Linked DNA regions of Mus musculus: regions 1, 2 and 3 are each linked to region 4. The links are chromatin contacts, called in public promoter capture Hi-C maps. All regions are on one chromosome and are shown on one strand. The core of a region is the stretch at or near the end of the contact, and the rest is flanking DNA. Distances in the headings are between cores, read along the strand shown.

Region 1 (5,884 bases), core at 3,187-5,686, 200 kb before region 4:
TCCAGGAAGTAGCCATTTTTCCCTTTGCTTTGGACCCTGGGTTCTCTGTAAGGCCATGGGAGAAGTGCACTGGGTAGAGGCTATGCAGGAACACCACCAGCAGGGACCCAGTAAGCGTGAGAAATGCCGGAGTCGCCTCTGAGGTCTGCTCACCCGCTGTCTTTCCAAGACCACGGACTGCGGCAGGGAGTCATAACTACCCTCCTGATAGGCAAACGTCTCCAGGTCATCAAGCTGGGTCTTCAGCTGCAGAATCAGTTCTTTCTGCTTCTCCCTCTGGGTTTCCAGGCGCTCCCGTTTTTCCTGTTCGCTCTGTGATGAGAAATATATTTAGGTCTATTTTACAGAAAAGAGAAACCAAAGGCACTTAAAGACTCTCAGGCTAATAGTGACCAGGGAAATACATAAGGCTTCAATGAAACAACAGACAAGGCAGGTTTAGCAGTAACAATGTGCTTCACCCAGGGCAACTGATTGCATCTGTGTTTTCATTTGGAACATGATACAAACACGATGAAGCCTTTGCTAATAAATAGGCTTGTTGTTTATAAAGGTCTAGTCAGGAGAGAGAAAACTTAGTAAGATGGCCTCCAGGAGTTAAAGGTGTTACCTTGTGTGGTCAGTCGACAAAGCATAACTCCTTACTAATCTGTGCAAACCAATTTTTGCACGGCTGTCTGGGGGAACGAGCCAGGGGTGGTGCCTTGTGAAGATCAGAGGTTCATGTCCAGCATGAGCTAGATAGCTGGTCTGGGGGGGAGCTACAAGAGCCTCTGTCTCAACAGGCAAAGCGGGGAGCTGAGTTATAGAGAAAGGCTTACATATATAGAAATCAGCCAGTTTTATAAAATTTCAAAGCTACTTGGAAAGGTTATAGGTATTTCTGTAAAACAGGAAACAAGGAAATGTAAGTGCCTAAGGCACAGAAATACAGAAGCCAAGTCACAGGGATGGGACGTGAACAGTGTGGTGTGTGGGTGTGTGAGTGGGGAAAATTTCTGAGAACAACCCCTTTCTCCCTGACAGCTACCACATAGCTTCTGTCTTTATGTTACTAAGTGTCCTTTACGGGGATCAAGTCTTGCCAACATATTCTTAGATACTGGGCCATCATCATTTTGAGTACAAAAACAAAACAAAACAAAAAGCAAGCCAGATGTGATATGTACACATGTACTCCTCAGTGAGTTCCAGGCTAGCCTGGGCTACATATACAGACTCTATCTTAACAACCACCACTGAAAAAAAAAAAACAAAAACAACCAACTAAACAACCAAAAACCAAAACAAAACAAAAAAAGGAGCAGAGGCACTAAACCACTCATAGATATAAGGCTGCATTATAAACTAGGATCTACACAGAATTAAAGTCAGCCTTAAAGTGGTACTTACCAAGCCCTCAAGCAGCAAGGTAGGAGAGAGGAGAGAGAAAAGACAAAAAACAAAGAATTACGTTTTCCTCCAGCTTCGTAAAGAGCAATCCCCTCCCTTTAGCTTTGTTGGCGACGCCTCAGGATGCTCTCCAGCTCTTCCTGAGTGTTGCTGCTGTTCCTCATAGCCCCATTCTTTTTTTTTTTTTTTTTTTAAAGATTTATTTATTATTATATGTAAGAACACTGTAGCTGTCTTCAGACACACCAGAAGAGGGAGTCAGATCTTGTTACGGATGGTTGTGAGCCACCATGTGGTTGCTGGGATTTGAACTCTGGACCTTCGGAAGAGCAGTCGGGTGCCCTTACCCACTGAGCCATCTCACCAGCCCCATAGCCCCATTCTTTTCCTCAGTTACTAACTAGGCCTCCACTGAAAAAGCCTTCTCTGGTTTTCTCCAGGAAGAACAAGTCATTTCTTCCTTTGTATTGTGTACACTTAGTCATTATAGTGTTTGTTTAGGACCTGTCTCTACTAATCTACAAACTCAAGGACCTTGACTTTTGATGTTCAATATACCTAGAACTGTGCCCAGTACGGGTGAATTCTCAATATATTTATTTCTTTTCCTTAAAAAAAAAATCTTTACATTTTTATTTTATGTTCCTGGATGACTTGCCCACACGTATGTCTGTGCACTACAGGAGTGTCTGGTGCCCACAGAGCCTAGAAGAGGGTCCCCAATCATTTGAACAGCATGTATAGACAGTTGTGAGCTGCTGTGTAGATACTGGGAATCAACCCTGGGTCCTCTGCAAGAGCAGCCTGCTCTGATCCACTGAACCATCTCTCCAGACCTCATTACATATTTCTTTTATGTTTTTTGAACTAAATTAGGTATAGAACAACAAACTCCAAATAATGAACTGGAGGAAATTGTCTAACTACCCAAAAGAGAAAGAAACAAAAACATAGTCTATCTTTGTCATTCCTTTGTGAAGCCAATGAAGAAAGAAACCAGCTATAAATCCTGATTTGTTTCCATGACTACACCTGCCAAGTCTGTCACTCGCTGTCATCGTTACAGCATATTTGCTGGAATTAATCAAACAAGTTTATCAGCAAGACCAAATAAGTTCTGGGGCAAGGCAGGAAATAATATGTTTAATGTCCAGTACACATTGAGATAAAGTTGAAGGTAATTGGGAGAGACTGGTGAGATAGCTAACTTGGTAGTGTGCCTGCCTCGAGTGTACTAGGTTCTGGGTTCAAACCCAAGCACTGACTAACTCCGGTTGGTCCACCTGCCTATAATCTCAGTATCCAGAAGATGGAGGTGGGATGAGGAGAAATTCAAGGTTAGGAACACCAAGCCTGATGGCTTGTGCTTGATGTCTCGAACTCACATTCTAAGGAGAGAACTAACTCCTAAAAGCTGTCCTCTGACCTCCACAAGTAGGCTGTGACACCAGCACTGTGCTCCTACACACACACACACACACACACACACACACACTAAAACCCAAAAAAACTTCAAGATGATTCTATAGCAAGTTCTGGGTCAGAGAGCCTGTCTTTTAAAAAAAATCAATAATAATAATTTTCAAGAGCTGAGGACATAGCTTAATTGGTGACAGAGTGCTTGTCTACAACATGCAACTTCCTGGGTGCCACCCCCAAGACTGTTCCCTTTGCCCCCCCCAAAGCAGAAAAAATATATCATTTTGCCCAAAGAATGTACTTAACAATACAGCTGCTTAATTGGCAGAGCGAGGACAATTTTTTTATGTCATTACCTTGACAATTTTTTCTGAAAGTGACAATAAAAAATAGAGACAGTACCATCTCTGCCCAGGACCTTCCATGGCATTCAATACTGGACAGGGCCTGGCCACTTTTTAAGTCTGTTGACTTGTGGTTGACTGCTCCTTGTGCAAGGGTATATGGGTATGAGAAGGAAGGAACTGGAAACACTTCAGATCAGCATAAGTCACTATCTCCTACCAATAAGTTTTCTTGGCTAAACCATTTTGAGTGGGAAGAAAGCCACATGTGGACTGCAATCTGCACAACAGGAAGCGGAAAAGGCGGCCTGTCTCAAAACTTCCAGCTTCCAGACGTTCAAAGTTTGTAAGGAATCTTCCCGCGTTGTGGTTTACAGAATTTCCTTGCTTCTTCGGTGTACTGAAGAACGCACTGGTCAGTCAGAAGGCCCCGTTCAGAGAACCCCGTTATTAACCAGGATGGCAGAGCAGTCTGAAAACACTGTCAGGACATCCTTATAGTCAGGTGTGTTTCTTTCCACTGCCAAGGGATGGTGTCTGTTCACCAAAGCCGTCACTGAGATAAGACAGCATAAAGATCACAGCCTATCTATATGCCAAAAAAAGCACGGGGCATTAATTTCAATTTCCATGGATTCCAATTCACTTCCCTTTCACTTAACACTTCTCCCGTTCCCAATGTTCATTCTATCAATAAGTGCTCAGGGTATATACTTCAGGGTAGAGAGAGTGACACAAATACACACTCAAGTACCTCAAAGTCGACAGAGGCAGCACGGCTTCCATTACCAACTGCCTTTTCAATACTCTTTAAGGCTCGCCATATGTCTTTCTGCATCTTCCTGACTCTTCTCTCTATCTTGCATACACGTGCCTATAGTACTTCCAGCTCGGTCGCTCCTCACCCTTTCTACCTCGGTCCGTGTCAGCATCACCACCCACAAACTCCCCGCCTGCATCATCTTCATCCGCATCCGGAACTAGCGGCAGACACTCACCTGGTCCTCACCCCGCACCCGTGGCCGGTCCCCCGGCAGCACATCGCTTTCGTCACCGCCACAAGGGTCTGCCAGCCCCTCGTAACCCAGGACGTGAGGACAGCCGCGGAAGGCAAAGTCTTCGAGCTCGCGCAGGAGACGCTGCTGCTCCGCCGGCGCCCCGCGCACTACCTGGCGCAGACGGAACTGCACCTGCGCGAAGTGCGAGGACAGCGCGAGCAGGGCCGAATCCAGCTGCCGCCGCTCGGCTTCCAGCCGCCTCAGCGTGCGGACAGTCGCGTCGGATGGAGAGCCCGGAGCCGCTCCAGGCTCTTCGGCTGCCGCCGCCTCCGAGAACGTCGCCGCCCCAGGACCGGCCTCGGCCACTGCCCCCACGGGAGCCCAGCGCACAGTCTCGCATGGTGGCAGCGACTCCTCCTCCTCTTCTTCTTCTTCCTCGTCCTTCGCCTTAGGCCCGACAGCGGTCACCACAGTTCCTAGCTCCGTAGCCACTTCCACCGTCGCCATCTTCCCGGAAACGCCGCCCGCACGTCAGTGGCGCCCCCTTGCTGCCATGGCAACGGGCTCTGGCAGGGAAGCCTGGACGAGTGGTGGGCGGGTCTTGCACTCCTCCAATCTCGGGAGGGCCCGCCCCCTCGGGACTTTAATGCATTTTGTGAATTAGACACTTTGAGTTGGAGGAACAAGTGAATGAAACCGAGAACAAGTAACTTCCTGCATATAGGGGCTAGAGTAGCCCTTTCCCTGGATAGAGAGTAGATATTGTATTTCTGATATGTTTATTTCTGGAGACCCCGAGATGTAGAAAACGCTCCCGGTGTCCTTCTGGAGTCCAAATCACTCTTGCTGTCAAGCCAACTTTCTTTCCCTCCCTCGCAACCCTTCCTCCTACCATATAAGGAGAGGCAGCTGCTAGGAGCCTCCTAGAATCTAAAGATAGAGGCCTTTTCTTGGGACTCCAAAAGCCACGGGGCAGCTGGAGTCACCATGGAACGGTGAGTTTCAGGCCGCCATCATACAGGTCCTACATATTCCCCTGTCCGTTTTCCTGCAGATTTCCTCTCCCACATTTGTAGAAGCCGCTGAGTCTGCCCACCAGCACCCCAGACTCCACGTCTCTGTGACTGTGGGTGAGAGGGGGTGGTGAGATCTGAACGTATTTTCTAACTCCTTACTTCCCTTGGCTCTCTGGGTTTATTCTCGCCACCTCTGCCCACTCCCACTACTCCCCTCTGTCTGGTTCAGTGGCACCACGTACGACTCTACTGTCTCCTCCCTCCACCTTTCCATATTGCCTTCAGTCTTGCCCACCCCTACCAAGCCCCACCTCCAACCTCTTCAGGCAGCCTGCCCGGACTCTGTGGTACGACAGACCCAAATATGTTTTCATGGAGTTTTGCGTTGAGGACAGCACCGACGTCAGTGTGCTCATTGAGGACCACCGCGTCGTGTTCAGGTAGTAGTCTTCCCCTGTGGACTGGCCTGGGGTCTCAAGAACCGTTCCTATCCTCCTGGTGTCTCAAGAACTTATCCTGTCACTTCCTATGTCTCTTTACTGTAACTTTAGCTGCAGGAATGGTGATGGAGTGGAGCTGTATAACGAGATTGAATTCTATGCCAAGGTGAACTCCAAGGTGAGGGCAGGGTAAGGATAGTCATATCTGAACAAGAAAGGCTGGCCAAGCAAGGAGACTGGAAGTTTATCCTAAAAATAAGGCTATCTGTCTGACA
Region 2 (5,705 bases), core at 1,746-4,245, 170 kb before region 4:
AGACGGCAACAGTGAACTCATATAGATTAAAATAAATAAATCTTAAAGGAAAGAAAAAGAAAAAGAAAAAGAAAAAGAGAATTGAAAGAGAGAGAGAGAGAGGAGAGAGAGAGAAAGAGAGAGCTCATCTGTTAAGAACATTTGTTGCTCTTGCAGGGGCTTGGGTTTGGTTCCCAACATTTACACATTTACAACCATCTGTCACTTCTGTTCTGCTAGGGGATCCAATATCTTCTTCTGACCTCTCTGGGCACCAGAGCATACATGGTGCCCATACGTTTATACAGGCAAAATACACACGCATACACAAAATAAGTCTAAAATTAACTTTTAAGGAGAATAATTGCTTCTTGGCCTTTTGGATAAGATCAAATGTAGTATCTGTTCTTATCAGTCTCATATCTGATATGTCCTTTATCCAAGGACAATATATATATATATTTTTTTTAAACATTTATTTATTATTATATGTAAGTACACTATAGCTGTCTTCAGACACACCAGAAGAAGGTGTCAGATCTCATTAAGGATAGTTGTAAGCCACCATGTGGGTGCTGGGATGTGAACTCAGGACCTCCAGAAGAGCAGTCAGTGCTCTTAACCGCCGAGCCATCTCTCCAGCCCCTTTTGGAATTAGGAGTTGGAATAGGAGCTTGCTCTGTGCACTCCACGCATCGATCTGGTATTGCAATACCTCCAGGAATGGTGCATCCATTGTGGAATTTTTTAAAAATTCTATTTATTTTTTTTTTAGTTTTTTTTTTTTTCGAGGCAGGGTTTCTCTGTGTATCCATGGCTGTTCTGGAACTCACTCTGTAGACCAGATTGGCCTTGAACTCAGAGATTTGCCTGCCTCTGGATTAAAGGCATGTGCCCTCACTGCCTGGCCCATTGGTGATTTTGGAATAAATAAATAAAAATAAATAAATAAATAAGGAAAACAAACAGAACAGGGAAGTAGATAATATTATTAAGGAGAAGCAGTCAGGGAAGAGTTGTGGGTGCATCATGAGGCCTGGGGAGGATTTGATCCCCTGATTGCTAGCATTTGGACCACTAGTGCTGAAGAGACCAAACTATATACACAGGCTGGCTGGTTTCTCTTCCAACAGGATGGCCACTAGCAGCCCTTCCTTTGCCTCAAAGTTGCTCAGAGCCTAGAAGAAACTGGGTTGTCCATGACCCTTCAAATATGGCAGCTGTTAGAAGGTAGAGAGTAGAGTATTCTGCTAGCAGCCTTCAGATGAACTCTCTTCAGATGATTTTAGAACTCTCAGCTCTTCCTGTACCATGCCTGCCTGGATGCTGCCCTGTTCCCACCTTGATGATACTGATTAATTTTTGTCCTTATAGAGAAGGAGAAGGAGGAGGAGGAGGAGGAGGAGGAGGAGGAGGAGGAAGAGGAGGAGGAGGAGGAGGAGGTCAGTCAGGCTGGCTTGAGGCTGCTGCAGGAGCGAGGATTCAAAAGAAAAAGACAATTAGACAAGACTGTAGCATGACCCCAGCCTGTTCTGAGGCTGAGGTGAAATAAATTTTTCCCAATCTGCTTTTATACCATTTTAGTTACATGCAAGTGATAAAGTCAGCTCTAGTTTGAGAAACAAGCAAGACAATAAACACAAATCATCAAGGAACAAGCAAGGCAATAAACAAAGTCCCACGATCACTGTTTCTAAGGCATTATCAGGATGACCAAGATATCTGAGCCTACTTCCATGTCCAAGCCCAAAGTCATATTCTTTTGTTTGCTTGTTTGTTTGTTTGTTTTTTGGTTTTAAGGCATTTATTGTACAAAGGCAGAGAGAGGGAAAGAGTAGGGAAGCAGAGGCCAGCCATGAACACGTGGAGAGAGGGGGGAAGGGAAGGCAGAGAGAGGGGGAACAGGGGAGAAAGAGTAAGAGCAAGAGAGTAAGAGGTAAAAGCCCAAAGTCATATTCTTGCCTGAAGCCTACTTCTTTGTTCTAGCCTAAAATTAGATTCCTGCCCAAGCTTACTTCCTTGTCCTGGCCCAATGTCAAATTTCCACCAAGTGGGCTCCAAAAGCTCTCCACAGCCAGGGTTTCTTCTGGTCTGTCTTTGCACATGAAGAGACCTAAGTACAATGTCAGGTGTCTTCTTCTACCCCTCTCCATCTTATTCCTGTGAGAAAGACTCTTTCTGTCTCAGTCTCTCTCTGAACTGGAAGCTCACTATCTAACGTAGGCCAATGCTCAGTGAACTCCAGGCCCACCTGCCTCCACCTCCCACTGCTGGGGAAACAGGCATGTGCAGCCATGTTTTACATGGGTGTTAGGGATTCGAACTCGGGTCCTCACATCTGTGCAGCAAATGCTCTTACCTTCTAGTCTGTCTTCCTGGGCTCCAGGAATTGATCTTTATGGGGCTCTAAAGGTAAGCCTGTAGTTCTTTCTACCTCTTCCTGAGTCTGCTGTTTTTCCTCCTTGTTTCTGGAACCCTGCTTAACACATAGCATTAAGTGATCCTAACATTCCACTTTTGATGCGTTTGCTCTGGATGTCTTGAAGGTTTCTACTCGGCTTAGAAAGTCTGAAAAAAACCATCATCGTGGCAAAGGTCAGGCCCTTGGCTCCCACTGCTTCCTCTCAGTGTCTGTGTTGTGATCCAAGCGAGTGAGCTCGTCCGGAGTTTTGTACAAAGCTTTGCAGTTTCTTCTGCCCTTACAGCTTCTTGCCCAGATGAGGACCCTTCAGCAATGTCAGTCCCAATAACCCTTCCCTTGTGACAGATAGAACAGCAGAGGGCGCTGGGAGCCTGTGCTTGCCGACGCCTCTGGCAGCGGCAGAGAAGGCTTGGAATGTAGCTCAGTTTGGTACACAGTCTGGCTGATGAAGCTGGACTGGATCCCGTCTCCAAGTTAATTAATGAACTAATTAAATAAGGGGAATAACAAGGATAAAAGAGCCCTTGTCCAGTTAGGCAGGCATGGTTTCCTGGTTCCTAGGATGTAGAACATAAGGGGAGTTCTAAAACACAAGCAGGCAAACAAGAAATGACTTGTAGTCTTCTGGAAACTATGTTCTGTCCCTACCTTCTCCCTCCTCTCCCACTCTGAGTGTGTATGTGTACATGTGCATACGTGTTCCATGTGTGCTGCTACACGTGTGTGCACAGGTCCTCATGCTTGCATGGCAAACGCTTTGTGGACTGAACCATCTCCCAGCCCCTGTCCCTCCCTCTTTCAGTAGGAGTCTTGCTATATTGCCCAGCCTGGCCTTGACTTCCTGGATTCTGCTGTCCTCCTGCCTGGACAACCCAAATAGCCAGGGCGCCAGATGTGTGTTGCTTAGCATGGCATTGTCATTTTTCCTTTTAAGGAGTTCTAGACTTTCCTCAACCTTTATTTTTGGTGCCTGGGCTTCAGTGCCCCTGAGCGTAGGAGCTGCCACAGAGTCATGCTCACACTGCTGATACATGGACATTTTATGCCTTTGCTCCTGCATCTCCAGCATTTAGCGAGCTCAGAGGCCTCAAAATGGTGCCTGCCCCTGAAGCAATTCAGAGGCTGCACTTGACTTCTTGGTTGCCAGTGTTCCTTTGGATTCTTTTGTGTCCATTTGATAGATACTTGTTTGTTTGGAGACAGGGTTTCTCTGTGTAGTCCTGGCTCTCCTGGAATTCACTCTGTAGACCAGGCTGGCCTCGAACTCAGAGATCCATCTGCCTGTTCACTCTCTGCCCCATCCCCCAAGTGCTGGGATTAAAGGCTGTGCCACCACTGCCTGGTTTCTGGGTTCTATTTATTTATTTATCTTTATCTTCTGTCCATTGACTGTATGAAGGTATTTGATTCCCCTGGGACAGGAGTTACAGAGGGTTGTGAGCTGCCATGCGGGTACTGGGAATTGAACTCAGGTCCTCTGGAAGAGCAGCCAGTGCTCTTAACCACTGGCCATGGTTTTTCAAGACAGGGTTTCTCTGTGTAGCCTGGCTGTCCTGGAACTCACTCTGTAGACCAGGCTGGCCTGGAACTCAGAAATCTGCCTGCCTCTGCCTCCCGAGTGCTGGGATTAAAGGCGTGCACCACCACGCCTGGCTCCTGTATGTTCTTTTTTTTTTTTTTTCTCTCTCTTTTTTTTTTCTCTTTTTTTTCCTTTTTTTATTACGTATTTTCTTCAATTACATTTCCAATGCTATCCCAAAAGTCCCCCCCCACCCCACACACACACTGTATGTTCTTTTTAAAGTGAGGTTTGAGTGTTGCCTCTAGTTTTTCAGCTTCTCAAACTCCATCTTCCTCGGACCCTAGATCACATTTTCTCCTCGTCTTCGTACAGCCTCCCAGCTCTTCACTGGGACACAAAGGCAGCAACAAAGGTCCGTGTTTCTGCCTAGTTCCCGTATCCTTTGCTCTATGTAAATTTTCTATATAAGAATCTGGATGTAAGGATTCTGGAGATGGCACTGTCCGATAAAGTGCTTGCCACACAAGCAGGAAGTCCAGAGTTTGGTCCTCATCGTCAGCCTAAAAAGCTGCATATGATAGTGCAGACTCCTGACCCTAGTGCTGAAGAGGTGGGGACAGGTACATCATTGGGGCCTCTGGCCAACTAACCTAAGCCTACCTGCCAAGTTCCAGGTTGGTGAGAGACCCTGACTCAAAAACAGTAAGATAACAGTACCTGAGAAGGAACAAGGCCCAAGACTGATCTCTCATCTCCACATGCATCTCCCTCACAGGTACACACACACACACACACACACACACACACACACACACACACAATCTCGATGTCTCTAAGTAGTAATCAATGGGTGCTTTATTAGCCCTGGCCATCCTGGAATTTGCTCTGTAGATCAGGCTGGCTTCAGACTCACAGCCATCCACCTGCCTCTGCCTTCCAAGTGCTGGGAGCAAACAAAGGTGTGTACCTGGCTGAGTCCAGGTTGCTTTTAACTGACAGCATTAATTACTTTATATAAAACAAGATTTAGAAAAGGCAGCCTTTGTAGAATGTACATGAGAAAATGAGCCAGGTTTTGGAAATCATAGCCACTTTTGAAAATGAAGTCCATGGACAAGCATCAGGAACTCACACAGTTCTTCCATATGTGGTACTTGTGGCTTACGCTTCTTTTAGGTAAAAGTTTCCATGATGTTAAGAACTGGGCTGGTGAGATGGCTTAGTGGTGAAAGGCGCTTGCTGCCAAGCCTGAGGACCCAAGCGCCGGCCCTGGAACCCAGATAGTAGAAGGCGAGAACCAACTTCAGCAAGTTGCCCTCTGACCTCCATGTGCGACAGTGGCACAGACACCTGACTGCAAATGTGTACACACACACAAGACAGGTAAACAAGATTTTAAAATACTTCTAAGATTTTTTTTGTTGATATTTTAAAAAAAAAGAAAAATGGACCCCACTCCTCTAAAACCCAAACAAGATAAACAAATAAGCCAGGCTGGGGATGATGTAGCTTAGTGGCTGAGTACTTGCTCAGCATGCTGAAAGACCTGATTGTCCAGTGAGATACCTAAGGGATTTTCTGATTTCTCTCTCTCTCTCTCTCTCTCTCTCTCTCTCTCTCTCTCTCTCTCTATCTATGTGTGTGTGGTGTGTATAGTTGTTTATGTGTGTGGGGTGTAGTGTGAGTATGTGTGTGTGTGTACATGTGTGATGTATGTGGGGATAGATATGTGTATGGTGTGTGTATATGTATGTAATATGTGTGGTATATAGCATGTGTGTG
Region 3 (5,369 bases), core at 748-3,247, 220 kb after region 4:
TGAGACAGTGTCTTATATAACCCACAGCCTGCCTCAAACTCAATATTAGTGAAGGCTGGCTTTGAACTCCTGATCCTCCTGCCTCCCATCTGTTTTTGTTTTTCTTTTTTTCCCCCATACAGGATTTCCTCTGTGTAGCCTTGGCTGACCTGGAACTCACTCTGTAGACCAGGCTGACCTGAAACTCACCCACTTGTCTCTCTACCTCTGAGTGCTGGCATAGTGAGCCACCACCAATGGCACTGCCTCCAGCTCTTTAGAGCTGGGATTACAGGGATACACCAACATGCCCAGAGCTTTTTTGTTGCTACTGTTTGCTTTTTCACACTTGACACAAACTTTCCTGCTAAAACCCTCTTCTTTGTTATTTCATTTTGTTTCTTGGGTTTTTTGTGAGCAGGAAACAATAAAAGAGATTTTAACTACCCTCTTATATAAAAGATGTGACTAGCTGTGACTGCTTCCCCTCTCACTGACAATGCCCACTTCCAACATCTAAAATGTCCAGCACTATCTGAAAGCTATGGCTAAAAGGATCAAGCTTCCAAACTCCTGGGAAAACAGTATTCCTCTTCTAAGGAACTCCAACATATTAACATCATTTTAAAAAAAGACAAAGGAGCCCACACAGCTTAATTTCAATTCAGGCATGACAGGAAAACGTTGGTAATGACAAAGCACTTTTAACAAGCCGGAGGAAAAGCCTTCCACCTCTGCAGCTTCCTGCGACTCATCCCCATCCTCAAAGACAACTGCCTTCTTCTATCTGTCAAGTCTCTCCTAGGAGCCTGAAGGCTTCCGTTCAGGTCAGCAGCTGGCGCTATCAGTGGTACTGAAAATGCAATTATTTATTCGCGATAAGCTCCCCGCTCAGCTTCGGTACAGCAGCATCTGCAGTATCTATCCTCAACAGATCATCATGCACTGCATCACTTTTAATGTCGTAACGTCATGCAAATTCCATGTTAATCGATAGATAAGACTGATGTTTCCGAGAAGATTTGCCCTTCGGGAAGGCAGGAAGACATTTTGAGGAACCCGAAAAACAAATCCTTTCGGCATTAGGTGTTCAAGGAGAGCAAAATAACACACTCGACTAAAAGCAAGCATTTCTCAAGAGATTATGTGGGTTGACTTAAGAATATGAATCACCCACATAAGCTATAACCAGTCCTTTCCACCTTGAACGAGGATAGATGCCACAACCTCAAAATAAATGAAATCATGTCTGACAGGCATAGCTGACAGGGCTGACAGGGCTGACAGCCTCCAGTGAGTTACCGCCCTCCTCCTGTTCCTTCATGATTACAGGCCTCTCCAAGACTATCTCTACCCCCACTGAAACCAAACACAATACGAATTTGGAAAAGCGGTTTCCAGGGGTCGCGAAATGAAGTACGAAGAAAGTAATTCTGCAAAAGGGTGATCCAAACCCAAGGTCCTCCCAGGAGGACTCTCGCTCGGATTCTCCAATCCTCCCTTTCTAGCAGGGAGCATTTGTCGTTCACCTCTTCGTTTCTAAGCTGCACAGTGAGAGCGCAGAAATTTTCTGGACCAGGCATAACCTGTCTCCTGGTTAGGGAAGAAATCCCCAAATTGTAAGACCCTTTAAGAAATCCCCCCAGATCACTCTGCCTATCCGATCTCTTCTGTCCTTTCGCCTCCTCCTCTCCCGGGTCATTCCTGAGCAGTGGCCCTCCAGTTCCTCTGCCCACAGGAAGGGTGTCCGAAGAGGGAGATGAGCCCCCCATATTTTTCTCAGAGACCTAAGATCCTGGCTAATTCTTCTGACAAGCATCCGAGGTATCCGAGTGCGCTCCACGTCCCCTCGAAAGCCACTCGGGGAAGCGCTCTTTCTACAACCCCAGCTCACCTCTCGCCGGCTCCGCCGCCGCCGCGACCGCAGCCGCCGCAGCAAAGCGACCCCGGCTCAGGCTGAGCAGAGTCGCCGACCAGCGTACGCAAGCAAGGCTCCGCCCCCACGCCACCGTCGAGTCCCGCCCCCGAGATGATTTCATCTCAGTTGACCAATAGGATGCTGCCTCTCCCCTGCTGCCGCAGTGCAGAGTCTATGGGGCTCGGGCGAGTCCTGGTGTGCAGTCGCCATCTTTGTTCCGGCGTTGTGATTTCTATCCCAGTTTGGAAGTCATCTGGGCTGGGCGTGTGACTTTTGAAGTGTTTGCCTTTTGAGCCCATCAGAATCCTTTCTCTCTATTATCCTCGGAGCAAGGTTACCTGCCATCTCTACTTTCCAGAGAACCAATTCACAACTTTTTCTTGGAGAAAGCAGCATGAAAGAAATGGGCACATTATAGAATGATCTGAGAGCTTGAAGGGAGCCTCAAAGCTAGTCTTCTTTACGTATACGCATCCTATGTCGTTCTTAGACCTCTGAAAATATTTGAGCCCCAGACTGGAGAGCGACTTAAGATAAGTCCTATATTAGAGACATAGGATCTCGTCCACTTACAAAGTATCGGATTCATTCTTCCAGCAGCTACCTAGGATTTACACTTATCCAAATTGGAAAAAAAAAAAAAATCCCCGGAAGACCACATGTTGACAAAGTAATTATTTTTATCTTGCTTACTAGGTTTCTGTGAACCCATCTGACCACGTAGGAGTTTTCAGTTCCTCATATATCTTTTGAATGCAAAATAATACCTACCTTTTTTTTTTAAAGCTCCTTTTCTAAATATTGATAGAGTCCTTTCCCCCCAATTAAAGAAGAGTAGGGAGTCAGCAGAAACATCAGGAGGAACTTGGAGAACTGGTCAGTCAGTCTCTGTGGGTGGCGGAACTCATTGAGATTCAAGTGTAGTGAAGGAGGTATTTCGGATTTAAAAAAAAAAAAAAAAGCAACTTGTACTGATAATTTTTATCTGCTTGGCAGAAGTATTACAAAACGTGTTTTGTGAGCCCGAACAAAATGATGGACACAGTGAACATTTTATTTGAATTTTTCTACTGCACATGGTAATTGAAGGTATTGCTTCATTACAATTCTCTCGAGAAGCAGCATTTCTGAGACCTAGGCTTTACGGTTTTCACATTCTGAAGCTCCTTCTACAGGCAGGGACCCACAATTGAAATCCTGCCAAGTATTTCACAATGACTGTCACTTCCTTCCTCGTAGACTTAGAAAAAAAAAGCTAACCTCAGAGTCAGCTGCTTCCTAACCGCAAACAAGTGTTTCATACACTACCTGTAAGAAAGCCTATCCCGGACTATAGTTCACTTGAGTTGTTTCTACACCCCACGCCGTGGTTTCCCTGAAAGTACATCCTCTTAGAGGTCCAATAATAATAATAATAATAATAATAATAATAGTTATTATGGAGGTCAGAGAACAACTTAGTGGGAGTTGGTTCTCTTTAACCCCGAGTTACCCAGGAATTGAACTTGGGCATCAGGCTTGTCTGAAATACTTTAACCTGTTAAGCTAAGACTTTCTTCTTCTTCTTCTTCTTCTTCTTCTTCTTCTTCTTCTTCTTCTTCTTCTTCTTCTTCTTCTTCTTCTTCCTTTCATCTCCTGCTAGACATCTTTCCCCAGTGTTCATCTATTTTCTTTCCGTGCTCTAATCTTGGCCATCTTGCCTCTCACTAATTTCAAATGTCTATGGTTTGGGATTCATGTCTATTTTTCTATCCTCCACCTTTCTTTATGGTCAGAGAGGGCATTTCTGTCTGTTAGATGATACCTCATGGGTAATATATTTGTTGAAGTCTACAACTGTGAGACAGTATTAGGTACCACAGATACGAAAATGGAGCAGATACATTTCCCATCCAAAAAAAAAAAAATATCTTGAGAAGTACATTTCAATACTTGGGGGTGGGGGTGGGGGTATATGGCTCACACCTGTAGTAAGCCTAGTAATTTGGAATGCTGACGCAGGAGGATTGCCTCCTAGTGAACACCAGGCCGAGTAGATCAACAAAGCATCTAAAGAAATTGCAGGGGAAAGAGGTGAGTGCAATAATTAACACTGTACTATGTGCCAGCAAGTTTCCGCTATGCTTTGTAAATACAGACTCCTTTACCTATCACAATAACCCTAGGAGGTAGATATACCCCTTGATCAGAGGACGTAGCATTATCCAACAAGATAAAATGTAAATGTTTTTGAAGCTGGGGGTATGGCTCAGAGATAAAACACATGCTTAACCATGAATGAGGTTCAAATTCTAAGCATAGAAAAAAAAAAAAAAAGTAAAGAAATGCTGTTAGGTCAGGTGTACTGGTGCATTGTTAAGCACCGGTAGTCTACTGAATGTGGAAAGCAGAGGCAGTAGGATCATTGAGCCCAGAATTTCTAGGGTGGCTTAGGCAACAGGGTGAGACCCAATCTCACAAAGACAAATACAAAGCCAGGCGTGGTGGCGCACGCCTTTAATCCCAGCATTCAGGAGGCAGAGGCAGGCAGATTTCTGAGTTTGAGGCCAGCCTGGTCTACAAAGTGAGTGTCAGGACAGCCAGGGCTATACAGAGAAACCCTGTCTCAAAAAACCAAAACAAACAAACAAACAAACAAACAAAAAACAAGTACAAAAACAAAATGATAAAATATGATGTTCTTGAGTATGCCTATGGCCCCAAAAAGATCTTAGCAATTCCATTTGAGACTTAGGCAAAACTATCAAGTCTAAACTGAGCTTTTGCTTAGACACCTAAATAACAAAGATTAATCAGTTCTTCACTATCAAGACAACGTAGATAGATAGCAGATAGAAGGATCAAAGTAATAGAGTGTTGGAAAGTCACAAGAAGGCCAGTGAGATGAGACTTCTGTGCTTGTGCATACACGTAAGCACATGTCCATACACTCTAGATAGATAGATAGATAGATAGATAGATAGATAGATAGATAGATAATTTAAGTCATAAACAAGCTATGCTGGCAAATGTCTGTAGTTCTAGCACTTGAGAGATGGAGACAGGAGGATCAAGAGTTCAAGGATAGCCTCAGCTACATGTGATTCTGTTTCAAAAACTAAACACAAAGTTACAAGAATTGTTACTGTAGTTATAGTAAATATAAAAGGCTTTTTATCTTTCTATTTTTCTCTCTGAATAATGTGTGGCAATTATATAAATTCCCACCAGGGAGCAGTTATTTATATTTCTAAATCTATGCAACTTAGATTTCCATGGGGCCCAGAGGAGAGTAAGAAAGAGTTTTGAAGAATAATATTTGCTCATATCACTCCTGTCTGTATACTTCCTGGATGACTGTCCTTTAACTATCATAATAGTCACAGAGTGGGTAGCTTATTTGTGGAGGGTTTTGTTGTACAGGGTCTCATGTAGCTCAGGCTGGCCTGGAGCTCACTATGTAACTGAGGCTAGCTTGCAACTCCCAATCCTC
Region 4 (5,951 bases), core at 1,730-4,229:
TCAGGTATTGCCACAAGAGGATAGAAGGCAAAGAAGCTAGGGCCCCTAGCTCAGCATTCTCCCTGTTAAAAGCTTGGTGTGTGATTTCTTTGACCTCAGTCTCATGTTTTTGTCGCAGTTGTATCCGGTCAAGCACCTGACCTTCTCCAGGCAAGGTGAGGCTGGCCCTTTAGCCCACCCCAGTGAATCAATAGAAGCTTATTCCTCTTTGTTGGGGAAAATGTCTGATCTCTTTGGTCAGTGCTGAGACCTTTCTGCTCCTGAACTGAAATCCAGGAAACCTCTGCCTGTGTTCTTGCACCTTTGGCTCAATCTTATTTCTATCACTTCAGAGATTCTGTCTCTGGCAACACTTCACTAATTATAAATGCAATGCAGTGGGTCTCAAACTTGGCTACATTCTATAATTACTTCAAATGTTTTTACAACGCCGAAAGCCCAGGCTGTCCCTTAGATTGATTAAACATTATAAGGGAATGCCGAGCAATGGTGGCACATACCTTTAATCTCAGTACTTGGAAGGCAAGAGGAAGGCAGATCTCTGAATTTGAGGCTAGTCTGGTCTACAGAGTGAGCTCCAGGACAGCCAAGGTTACAGAGAAGAAAAAAGACCCAAAACAGCATAAAGGAATACTTAAGTTAATTGGTTATTGGACAAATAGATACAAGAGGAAAACAATAAAATGGCTTTTTTGCTTTTAAACTTATTATTATTATTATTATTATTATTATTATTATTTTTTTTTTTTGGTTTTTTGAGACAGGGTTTCTCTGTGTAGCCCTGGCTGTCCTGGAACTCACTTTGTAGACCAGGCTGGCCTCGAACTCAGAAATACACCTGCCTCTGCCTCCCAAATGTTGGGATTAAAGGAATGTGCCACCACGTCCGGCTTAAATTTATTATTATCATTATTATTACTACTACTAGCAGCAGCAGCAGCAGTGGGTGTGCGTGGGTGGGTGGGAGTGCCATGGCCACTTTTGAGGTCCCAGGATTAACTTTGTAGAGTTGCTTTTCTCCTTTCACTTTTGTGTAGATTGTGGGGATTAAGCCTAGGTCACCAGGTCACCAGGCTTGCACAGAAAGCACCTTTACTTTGAGCCAGCTCATTGGCCTAGAAACCCAAAGGTTGGTTTTCCTCTCTCTCTTTTTCTTTTCTTTCTTCTGTCCTTCCCTCCCTCCCTTCCTCCCATCCCTCCTTCCTTTCTGTATTCATTTATTGAGACAGAGTTTCATTATGTAGCTCTGGCTGTCCTGGAACTAACTGTAGACCAGGCTGGCCTCGAACTCATAAAAATCTACCTACCTATTGATAGGTTATTTCTCTGCTGCCGGTGAAATGAGCCAATTCAAGCCAGATTATATTAATTAAAGGCAGTTTTGTTAGGAAGCTGCTCTCTGCCCTCAAGGATTGTGGCTAGGGGAGTTGCCATGGGGAAGTGGGGCTAGGGAGGAAGAGGGAAAGAGAGAAAGGAAAAGAGAAAGGGAGGGAGGAGAGAGAGAGAGAGAGAGAGAGAGAGAGAGAGAGAGAGAGAGATTGAGCGCGCGAGCAGAGCCGGATAGCGCCAGCATGAGAAATGTCTGGATTATACAGGGAAGAACCTCTCTGGAGAAACAGCAGCCCAGCCCCTGGGCTGGAAAGTTCAGGGTTGGGGGCAGGGTATGCCAGGTAGGAACTGAAGGGTTGCTGGGAGAACTTGGAGGCCAGGTCCACTTTGATATGTAAAATATGCACCTCAGTCCCTTTTCTGCAGACACCTGCCTCTGCCTCTGCCTCCAAAGTGCTGGGATTAAAGATGTGTGCCACCACTATACCTACCTCCAAAGTTTTTGATAAAAGGAAAAGAATAGTGGAGGCTGGAGAGATGGTACAGTGGATAAGAACAAAGGCGACTTTAAAAAGGACCAAGATTTGATCTTCAGCACCTACATGGTACCTCACTACGGTTAGCAACTCCAGTCCCAGGGGATCTGATGGCCTCTTTTGGCCTCCAAGTATGCCCACAAACACATGGTACAGATACATACACCCAGGCACACACACACACACACACACACACACACACACACACACTAAAACAAACAAATGCATCGTTAAAAAATAACTAAAAGTCCGGGGAGTGGTGGTGCATGCCTTTAATCCCAGCACTTGGGAGGCAGAGGCAGGCAGATTTCCGAGTTTGAGGCCAGCCTGGTCTACAAAATGAGTTCCAGGACAGCCAGTGCTACACAGAGAAACCCTGTCTCGAAAAAAACAAAAACAAAACGAAAACGAAAAACCACCCCCCCCAAAAAAACAAAAAACCAAAACCAAAAACCACCATAGCATGTATTAAAACACACATACGCAAATAAATAAATAATAAAATATTTTGAAAAAAAGAACCTGTTCGTTTCTGATGATGGATATTTCTTGCCTCTATAGTTACTATTCCCTTTTTGTAATATTAAGTATCTTGTGGAGAGGTTTAAAAAATATTCTCGAGGGCTGGAGAGATGGCTCAGCGGTTAAGAGCGCCGACTGCTTTTCTGAAGGTCGTGAGTTCAAATCCCAGCAACCACATGATGGCTCACAACCATCCGTAATGATATCTGATGCCCTCTTCTGGGGTGTCTGAAGACAGCTACAGTGTACTTACATATAATAAATAAATAAATAAATATTAAAACAATATTCTCAAGCCGGGCGTGGTGGCGCACACCTTTGATCCCAGCACTTGGGAGGCAGAGGCAGGCTGTCTTCCAAAATTTGACTTGTAAGTTGTCTAAACACGGTTGGCAATGGTGCGCTGCTGAATAAAGTCTTCAAGAAGAGATCTGTGGCTCCAGGATGACTTTTCTCTGACAGCGCCACCTAGGAAAGTGTCGGACTAGAGCTACATCACCTTAGCGAAAACACACACCTGCGAAGACCGCAGCCCAGGTGATCCACCCTCAGAGTGCGCACGCGCACGGAGGGGAGGCGCGGGGCGTGGCCGCGGCGCAGGGGCGTGGCCGTAGCGCGCAGGCGTCCTAGTGGCGGGTGGCTGCGTCTCAGGATGGAGGGTGAGTGAGTAAACAAGACGGGGCTGGGCGGTGGGGCCGGGCCTGGGCTTGGCGTGACGCTTGAACCTCAGGGCTGGGGAGGCGAAGAAATGAGGAAACTGAGGGCCACACCATTGCCTGACCCGGGGTAGCGCGAAGCCTGTCGTCCCGAGTGTGGTGGGACCCGGGGCGACAGCGCGTGCGAGCTGCGGGGGGCCGCGTGGCGGAGGGGGCGCGGCGGGGGCGGACCCGGCTGGTGGCCCGTGCCAACGTGGGTGGGCCTTGGCGTCTGCCAGGGGACCCTGACTCTTGTAAGCGGGAGGGCCAGAGGCCCGGGTGGCTCGGGCTCGCAGAGGCTTTGAGTGATGTTGAGGAAGGGGTGGCCAGGCCGAGATGCCCGCCAAGTGTGAGAGGTTCTTAAGACGCCCAAGTGTCAGGGTCGAGATTCCCGGGGTCGCGCGGCACCTCCTCAACATTTTGCTCCCGGACCTTGTCGCTGGTCTAACTCGCCTCACTTTAGTTCCGGGTTTGAGTGAGGATTTGTCTTCAAACTGTGACTGTCTCTCCCGTCCCCAGAATTCCCAGAAACGATATGTAAATGAACGCATCCCGAAGTAAAAGGGAAGGTGCTATATTTGGGACATAACTTGTCAGGAAGTAGATGTGAGACAAAGCTTTAAGAGAATTTTTTTTGGGGGCGTGTTTCGAGACAGGGTTTCTCTGTGTAGCCTGACTGTCCTGGAACTCACTCTGTAGACCAGGCTGGCCTCGAACTCAGAAATCCGCCTGCCTCTGACTCCCAGTGCTGGGATTAAAGGAGTGCACCACCACGCCTGGCGAGAATTGTTAAGATTTAGTTGTTTGGGTTTTTGTTGTTGTTGTTGTTGTTTGTTTGTTTGTTTTTAATGTGTGTGCACTCTATGTATGGATGGTTCCAGGGACATCGAATCCCTTGGTACTAGAGTTAAGGATGCTTACATACCACCATGTGGGAGCAGGGAACTGAGCCAGTCCTTGTTGTTTGCAAGAGCAACAAGTGTTCTTAACCGCTGAGCAGGCTTTTCACCATGTGGGACGAGCTTACTTTGGTCAAAGTGACCACTGAGATGATGTAGGTGGTGGGGCACAAGGAAGAGAATGGAAATAGATTAGATGGAGGTTAGTGTTGGAGGTGTGGGTAAACTGATTAGCCAAAGTATGGAACCTATGCCTTGGGAAACAGAGCCAAGGATCACAAAGAATTGGATATGTACAGGGAGGACATTGAAAATGTAGAGACTTTTGGGGTACATTTGCTACATGATATCTCAGAATAAGAAATCTTCAGCCCAATGAATATTTTTGTTGATTTTGGTCTCTGCATAGCACCTGGCTATCTTTGAACTCTCCCTGTACACCAGGCAGGCCTTGAACTCACAGGATCCTCAGGCCTCTACCTCTTGGGATTAAAAGGTATGACTCACCCTCCACCCAAAGATTTTAAGACGAGGAAAGGACATTGGATGTCTTTCCAGCCTGAGAAGGTTTGACCGCTGCCCCAGTCTTTTGATTTTTGAGAAACCTGTTTTCAGCCTTGGAAACCCAGTTGTGGCTCTGAAGGGAGATAACCAGCTCACATAGGAGTGAATGCATGTTAGGAGAGAAGACCTTAATCACATAAACAGGATGCTAGTTGTGATGTTGCAGCCTTAGAATCCCAGAACTCCGTTAATGGAATTAGGAGGCTTAGGAGTTCAAGGCCAGCCTTTTCAAGGTCAGCCTGGTCTAAATGAAACTCTGTGTCAAAACAACCACAAAAGTATGTAAACCTGGAAGAACCATCTGTAAAAAGGAAACATCTGAGGGGATGTGGCGCACACACCCTTCTAAAGCCTTCTGTGGATGTTCTGACTCATGTCTAACCGAAGAGTCTGGTTTTTATTGAATGATAATGGATGGTCCCCAACAAAACTTTATGCTGATGTAGTTCATAATCAGCTAGGGCAGGGCCCTGCCTATAGCAGGCTAATGTGGTTGTATATCTTCAAGGCAGCTCTCTTCCACTGGTCCTGGAAATTTAAAAAAAAAAAAAAAGCATCCCCGGAGAAAACCAAATCCGTTTTGATTTTTGTTACTCTTGTCTGCAGTGGGGATGGCCTGGTTCTATTGAACACTAGGAAATATTTATGTTAATTAGAGTTCTTTAGTTAAGATTGTGGTTCACAGCAAACCAGGCATGGTGGTCCATGTCTGTAATTCTGGTACTAAGGAGATAGAGGTAGGTGGTTCAGTAGTTCAAGGTTATCCATGACGACCTAGCATCCTTGAGGTGAGGTTGATGGAGGATCTGAGATACTGGCATTTTGTTGTTTGTTTTGAGCCCTGGCTGTCCTAGAACTCATTCTGTACAAGTGTTGATGAAATTGAAACTAGTGACTCAATTTAGATATATATTTTTAAAGATGTATTTATTTTATGTATATGAGCACACTGTAGCTGTCTTCAGACACCAGAAGAGGGCATCGGATCCCATTACAGATGATGTGATCCACGCTATGGTTGCTGGGAATTGAACTCAGAACCTCTGCAAGAGCAGTCAGTGCTCTTAACTACTGAGCCATCTCTTTAGCCTCCATTTTATATATCTTATGTCCATAGTTTAACCCTCCTTCCCATTCCTATTATGAATTGAGGATGAAACAACAATAGGCTGAGGAGATGGCTCAGCTGTTGAAGAGTATCCTGTTACTTTTGTAGAGGATGCTGACTTGGGTCCCAGGACCCACATGGCCCATAACCCCAGCTCTAGGGGATCTGACTGATACCAGCTTCTGAACTCTGAGGGCACTGCCCTTCCGCGGCATACATATGTACATGTAGACCAAACACTGACATAAAATAAATCTGATAATAAATTTTAATTAAAATGGAAAAAACAAGATGGGAC

Evidence for each region. Promoter capture Hi-C pulls out the DNA fragments that hold promoters and counts their contacts. Capture Hi-C pulls out chosen DNA fragments and counts their contacts.
Region 1: a promoter capture Hi-C map of hematopoietic stem and progenitor cells shows a contact between it and region 4. The contact joins the promoter of Ptges3l here to the promoter of Ezh1 in region 4. A contact is called at or near these places in 11 of 39 promoter capture datasets (the C10 cell line, the HPC-7 cell line, cranial neural crest and 8 more), 5 of 484 Hi-C or Micro-C datasets (the AML12 cell line, the G1E-ER4 cell line, embryonic somatosensory cortex and 1 more), 6 of 115 datasets of contacts at active chromatin or transcription factors (the 230-238 cell line, bone marrow-derived macrophages, effector CD8 T cells and 3 more) and 3 of 9 other capture datasets (adipose tissue, liver and macrophages).
Region 2: a contact with region 4 is called in a promoter capture Hi-C map of 3T3-L1-derived adipocytes, with 4 times the contacts expected there. The contact joins the enhancer-like site here to the promoter of Ezh1 in region 4. A contact is called at or near these places in 21 of 39 promoter capture datasets (the 3T3-L1 cell line, 3T3-L1-derived adipocytes, the C10 cell line and 15 more), 3 of 15 datasets of contacts at CTCF or cohesin (the NIH/3T3 cell line, large pre-B cells and stem cell-derived epiblast-like cells), 90 of 484 Hi-C or Micro-C datasets (the AML12 cell line, B cells, the Ba/F3 cell line and 52 more), 11 of 115 datasets of contacts at active chromatin or transcription factors (the SCID.adh cell line, astrocytes, bone marrow-derived dendritic cells and 8 more) and 4 of 9 other capture datasets (adipose tissue, embryonic tail, liver and 1 more).
Region 3: a promoter capture Hi-C map of liver shows a contact between it and region 4. The contact joins the promoter of Atp6v0a1 here to the promoter of Ezh1 in region 4. A contact is called at or near these places in 6 of 39 promoter capture datasets (the C10 cell line, the HPC-7 cell line, hematopoietic stem and progenitor cells and 2 more), 4 of 115 datasets of contacts at active chromatin or transcription factors (epiblast stem cells, extraembryonic endoderm stem cells, memory CD8 T cells and 1 more) and 3 of 9 other capture datasets (adipose tissue, liver and pancreatic islet).

The regions. Positions count from the first base shown.
Region 1 is chr11:101,423,880-101,429,763 of GRCm38.p6, reverse strand. It overlaps Ptges3l (prostaglandin E synthase 3 like), which reads left to right and starts at 4,436. Exons shown (of 7, transcript NM_001357574.1): 1 at 4,436-5,148; 2 at 5,496-5,609; 3 at 5,721-5,787. The coding sequence starts at 5,141. Rundc1 (RUN domain containing 1) reads right to left here and starts at 4,679. Exons shown (of 5, transcript NM_172566.4): 1 at 4,154-4,679; 2 at 154-312. The coding sequence starts at 4,660.
Region 2 is chr11:101,392,406-101,398,110 of GRCm38.p6, reverse strand. It overlaps the pseudogene Gm51949 and the pseudogene Gm25475. Among named protein-coding and RNA genes, the nearest start is that of Aarsd1, 22 kb to the left of the region's middle. Within about 2 kb of position 2,995, at least 12 of the 459 cell types and tissues checked have an H3K27ac peak or open chromatin away from gene starts, as enhancers often do. A contact at or near this core is called in 3T3-L1-derived adipocytes, adipose tissue, brown adipocytes and 3 more, where this site is marked.
Region 3 is chr11:101,006,069-101,011,437 of GRCm38.p6, reverse strand. It overlaps Atp6v0a1 (ATPase, H+ transporting, lysosomal V0 subunit A1), which reads right to left and starts at 1,997. Exons shown (of 22, transcript NM_016920.4): 1 at 1,874-1,997.
Region 4 is chr11:101,223,491-101,229,441 of GRCm38.p6, reverse strand. It overlaps Ezh1 (enhancer of zeste 1 polycomb repressive complex 2 subunit), which reads left to right and starts at 2,979. Exons shown (of 21, transcript NM_007970.3): 1 at 2,979-3,046.